2 separate regions of the Arabidopsis thaliana genome follow, and region 2 is linked to region 1. The links are chromatin contacts, called in public capture Hi-C maps. All regions are on one chromosome and are shown on one strand. The core of a region is the stretch at or near the end of the contact, and the rest is flanking DNA. Distances in the headings are between cores, read along the strand shown.

Region 1 (2,950 bases), core at 267-2,766:
TTAAAATTGGTAACACTTATGTCACAATCTATGACCAAACGCAAAAGTCACTAAAACAGTGACAAATTGTGTCATCGTTGTTACAAAATTCTCGTAACTATACATGACATAAATTCAGTCACAATTATCGTATAATTTAGTTACTATATTTGGTCGCAAATCCGTACTTATATTTATGACTATATAATTTGTAACAAATTTGACATAATTAGTGACAAACATTAGTTACATTCAATTAAGTCATAATATTATAACGAAATAGTAACGTTTTTATGACCAAATAAATACGTCACAATTTTGTATGAAAATGGTCACAATTTTCTGACGAAAATAATGACCGTAATTTTTTCGTAAGAATATCGATTTCTGACCAGACGCTCTTCAATATCCGTTAGTAGTTGTGACACTTGAATGTGGTTTTGGACATGTCACCAGAAACTTGTCTTCAAGTGGTCTAACTGGAACCATGGCTGCTGCGATTCAAAATCTTACGCAACTAGAAACTCTGTAAGTAAGCTTGAATAATATACATACCGTTGCGTTTAAAAAAGCTACTCTCCAGCGACCGTGTTTCCAGCACTCCAAATTCATTATTTTCTGTTTAATGGGCTGATAAAACCCATGTTTGGCCCATAACAATTATTTCTGTTATTATAGCAACGTTGAAAAATATACATACCGTTGCGTTTAAAACGCTACTCTCCAGCACTCCAAATCGCCAATCGCGTTCTCAAACAGTGCTAATCGCCGATGAAGAGGTCTCATTGTCATCGCCGTCCTTCTCACGACGGGAGATTTCGCTGCCGTATATGGCCGATTTATCTCCGGAGATTCCTCACATTCGTCCTCCTCCTCACAAAAGTTATTGGGCCGGCTCAAAGAGATGGAATCAAAATTCTCTCAGTTTCATGGCCGGAAGGTAATTTCTCAGTTTATGATGTAACTGAAAATCCTTTAAAAATTTGAACTTTATGATTTTAGATATCTGATAATGGCGTCTTTGTCTTGAAATTTGTTTCTTCATGTTGACCCACTTCTCTTTAGATAATAGTCATTGTTGATAAATGTGAATCCTCTGCTTTGTGATTAGAAGCTGTTCTTGTCGATGAAGACGTCAAAATGTGTATTAATTAGTGATAAATTATCCGATATGATTCAATCAAAGTCACTGACCACTAGAAAGTCAAATCTCTTGCTTTCTCTCTGTGTGAACATTTTTTAATGCGTTAAAAGAGTGGTGACTGTAAAACCCTCTATTGACATATTCTCTTAAAAACACAGAAGTTGCATATTATTTTTTCTAAATACAAGTTGCATATATTCTGACATTCTTGGGACAAATCAAATTTGTAATTGTAAAGTTGCAATAGAAAACACATTTACTCATTCGTTTCACTGACTCAGGACATCTTGCCATGTTGCCAGAGGCTTGGACTGTTTCTTGGGTTTATCTATTTATACGCTGTGTTTCTCTCAAACTCTGGCATTGGTAAGGTTTTGATATCTAAAAGCAATTATGGATAGTCCTTGTTGGCTTTTGCTGCTGCTATTAGGAGCTTTTGCCATTATTGGTTGTGTTCAAGCTCAGGATCAACAAGGTACCTAAATCTTAATGGTTTATATGTATATTACACTACTACTTCTTACTGATTCGAGTCTTAGTTATGTTTGTATCTGAGATGCTTTTGATTTTTCACTCTCTTAACAGAGTTTATCAGTTTGGATTGCGGGTTACCCATGACTGAACCGTCTTCTTATACTGAGTCAGTAACCGGACTACGGTTCTCGTCTGATGCTGAATTCATCCAGACTGGTGAAAGTGGTAAAATCCAGGCGAGTATGGAGAATGACTACCTTAAGCCGTACACGAGGCTGAGGTATTTTCCAGAGGAGAGAAGGAACTGCTATAGTTTGAGTGTTGACAAGAACAGGAAATATTTGATCAGGGCTAGGTTCATTTATGGGAATTACGATGGTCGTAACTCTAACCCGATATTTGAACTGCATCTAGGACCTAATCTGTGGGCAACTATAGATTTGCAAAAGTTTGTGAATGGTACAATGGAGGAGATCCTTCACACTCCAACATCAAACTCTTTGAACGTTTGTCTTGTTAAGACAGGGACAACTACACCCTTGATCTCAGCCTTGGAATTACGGCCATTAGGAAATAATTCTTATCTCACAGATGGTTCTTTGAATCTTTTCGTTCGGATATATCTCAACAAGACAGATGGCTTTCTTCGGTAAGTGTTTTTTTTTTGGTTAACAGTGATGGATTCTATATTCCTATACTCTTTATTTTTAACATTCCTATACTTATTCAAGGATAATACAACCTTTGTTCCACATAGGTACCCGGATGATATTTATGATCGCAGATGGCATAATTACTTTATGGTGGATGATTGGACCCAAATTTTCACCACTCTCGAAGTGACCAATGATAACAATTATGAACCACCAAAAAAGGCTCTTGCAGCGGCTGCCACGCCTTCTAATGCCAGCGCGCCATTGACAATCAGTTGGCCACCAGACAATCCTGGTGACCAATATTACTTGTACAGCCACTTCTCTGAGATACAAGATTTACAGACCAATGATACCAGAGAATTTGACATATTATGGGATGGAGCTGTTGTTGAAGAAGGTTTCATCCCTCCAAAGTTAGGGGTGACTACTATCCATAATCTTTCTCCAGTGACATGCAAAGGAGAAAATTGCATTTACCAGCTAATAAAAACCTCGAGGTCAACTCTTCCTTCTCTACTTAACGCTCTTGAAATCTACACAGTTATCCAATTTCCACGGTCGGAAACAAATGAAAATGATGGTATGTTACTTATCTTCATTGTTATGCAGATACAGTCTGTTTTTTTTTTTTAACTAGAGAAATCAACTTCACCTGCTAATTCTCACATCCTTGAGCTCTACATCAGTGGTTGCTGTT
Region 2 (2,950 bases), core at 316-2,815, 130 kb after region 1:
CAGAGGATCGACTTGCAAAATCTTCTCTATTTCAAGGTTCCAAATTTATGTATCATGTCTATATTCCACATTTGATGCAGAATATTGTAACAGTTTAGTACTTGATTAATTAATATATTAGATGTTTCAAAACTAAACTAAAATTCAAGTCAACATTTAGATCAGAATATCAAAATTCAATTTAAATTTTAGAGATATAATAAAAGTTTATATACATATGTTATATAAATTTGTGTGAAAATGTCAAACAACACTATTTATAATGAATATAGTTTTGGTTTTTCCATTTGATATGACAAGTTGAATTTGCGTTAACGATGCATGTAACAGAATTTGATAACATCCACTAGCTTTATATCAAAAAAATTTTATATGTCTTTATATCAATATATATAGAGTTTGGCAAGTTCACACTAAACTTGTGTGAACATTGAAAAAGCCAAACATTATTGGAGCAGTGTACATAATGCTAGCATCTTATAATATCTTTTTAATTTTGCATAGTTGTTATTTGTTCAACAAAAAAATTGGTAATAAAAAATATAAATGATTTTTTTTTTGGAAATTACTTTATTCATTTTCCTGATGCCTCAAACATAAGGTACCATTTGAAAAATATAAATGATTTAGTTCCAAATGATCGGAAAAACCTTGTCCCAGATTCTCTTATTGTTGTTCCAACGATAAAATCCATCGTCTTTGACAACGACGAAACATGAGTTTTTAGACTCCGTAGCATCTTTGTCCGAATTGTACAAAACGTACGGTGTCTCGTGCATCCCGAAATGTGCTTCTCTGTAAAACGTTCCTATGCAAGTTCTTGGCTGCCACGGTCTAGATCCTTGCGCCTTCTCATCAACAGCATTGTCGCCGGTAGTGGTTGGGATCTCTATCAGCAACTTCTGACCTAAAGGTACGAGTTTGGAGAGCCAAGGGGTTCGGTGGCACGTGACGAAGACAGGAACATCACCACGTCTCTTCAGCTCGTTGGACACGAGAAGAGTGGCGGCACGTGTGGTTGCGAACGTAGAAAATAACATCATAGTCATGATCGAGACCATTATAAGAGTGTCCATGATTTTGATTTTTGTGTTGAAAGTATATTGTCGAATGGAAATATATCTTCGATTTCTCAAATTAGGAGTATCAATATTTTCATTACGTTTTTTTTTGTTGTACGTTTATTGACAGATATGATTAATAGCACATTCAGTTACGATTAGAGATTGTCTTGGTCTACTACAGTAGTAGCGAGTTCCGTATCGGCCTATCAAAAGCCCGATTCAGGCCCAAAAGCAAAACACTTATTTTTCTTATGTAACTGTTTTTTATCTTAACTTGGAAACATATTTTGCAAACATTACATCAGCCGCACCTTCACGGTTTATTTTAATTTCATATCATTTCTTTCAAGTAGCACTAAGTCAAATTCAGAAGTTCCATTCTTTTTATAGGTCTTTGATTGGTCTACGTATGTTTGACCTCAAAAAAAATGCTTTCCTTAGAACTTTCTATGTTTAGTAAACTTTTCATGTGTAACTAAATAAACAAAACACAAATGTTACAAACGACACAGAAATCAATGCCTCTCCCCCTACTTTTTCTCCTCATCTAATAATTCCATCAAACCAAGGAAAAAAAAACAAAACAAAACGATCTAACAGGAATAAACAAGATAGAATTATAAGATCTCCGACGATCCTTAGCTTCAATCAATTATTGGTGGCGGAGAAAGAATAAATAATAATACTATGAAAAGTAACACTCCTACGGAGGATTCAACAAAATGGATGTTAGAGAGTGTAGAGATCGATTCAATGGGTGAAAGCTCCTCAAAAGAACCCGAAATTAACCTCAACAAGAACGAAGGTGGTCTGAAGAAGAACGCGTCAAGAAATCTCGGCGTGGGATCGATAATCCGAACATTGAGCGTTTCAAACTGGAGAAAGAGCGGGAATCTAGGCTCTCCGAGCACAAGGAAAAGTGGAAACCTGGGGCCTCCGACCAATGCCGTGCCCAAGAAGACAGGTCCACAAAGAGTGGAGAGGACAACATCAAGCGCGGCTAGGGGACTTCAGAGCTTACGGTTCCTTGATCGGACAGTCACCGGACGAGAACGAGATGCATGGAGATCGATTGAGAACCGGTTCAATCAGTTCTCTGTTGATGGCAAGTTGCCTAAAGAGAAATTCGGCGTCTGCATTGGTAACTAACAAAAATACTAATATTTATTACGTACGGTTCCGAAGATTATCCTTTAGATCCACTTCCATTTGGTATTCGTAGTGATTTTGATCTAGAACGAAAACTTAAATATTTCGTTTTTTTTTGTATACAATAATTCTTTTTATATTGTATGTTTATTATCAGAGATGCATGTGAAGCCTAAAAAATAATTCAGGACGAAAAGAAAATTCATTGTTTGTTTAGGACGAAAATTTAACATGGATGGTATATATAACTAGGAATGGGAGACACAATGGAGTTTGCGGCAGAAGTTTATGAAGCATTGGGTCGGAGGAGACAAATAGAGACAGAAAACGGTATTGACAAAGAACAACTCAAGCTGTTTTGGGAAGACATGATCAAGAAAGACCTCGATTGTCGTCTTCAGATCTTCTTCGACATGTAATTTCACTCAATCTTATATGTTTTCATATATACACAAATGCGGTTATTTATTTTTATTTTTAAATGCGGTTATTTAGTTTAACCATTGTTGTTGTTGTTGTTTAGGTGTGACAAAAACGGAGATGGTAAGCTGACGGAAGAGGAAGTGAAAGAGGTCATAGTATTGAGTGCCTCGGCGAACCGCCTCGGGAATTTAAAAAAGAATGCTGCAGCTTACGCATCTTTGATCATGGAAGAACTCGACCCTGATCATAAAGGATACATAGAGGTTCACTTTTTCTTTGTAATTTTTATATATGATAGCTTTCTTTATCTAGAC

What was found. Capture Hi-C pulls out chosen DNA fragments and counts their contacts.
Region 2: a contact with region 1 is called in a capture Hi-C map of root, with 2.7 times the contacts expected there. The contact joins the promoter of AT5G60010 here to the promoter of AT5G59650 in region 1. A contact is called at or near these places in 5 of 26 Hi-C or Micro-C datasets (callus, root, seedling and 2 more) and 2 of 3 other capture datasets (root and seedling).

What each region holds. Positions count from the first base shown.
Region 1 is chr5:24,029,830-24,032,779 of TAIR10.1, forward strand. AT5G59650 (Leucine-rich repeat protein kinase family protein) reads left to right here and starts at 1,517. Exons shown (of 13, transcript NM_001345363.1): 1 at 1,517-1,598; 2 at 1,709-2,246; 3 at 2,355-2,833; 4 at 2,940-2,950. The coding sequence starts at 1,517. It also overlaps the pseudogene AT5G59640.
Region 2 is chr5:24,158,705-24,161,654 of TAIR10.1, forward strand. AT5G60010 (ferric reductase-like transmembrane component family protein) reads left to right here and starts at 1,566. Exons shown (of 13, transcript NM_125394.5): 1 at 1,566-2,205; 2 at 2,466-2,628; 3 at 2,737-2,899. The coding sequence starts at 1,752. It overlaps AT5G60000, which reads right to left and starts at 1,076. Exons shown (of 1, transcript NM_125393.2): 1 at 590-1,076. The coding sequence starts at 1,076. The coding sequence ends at 627.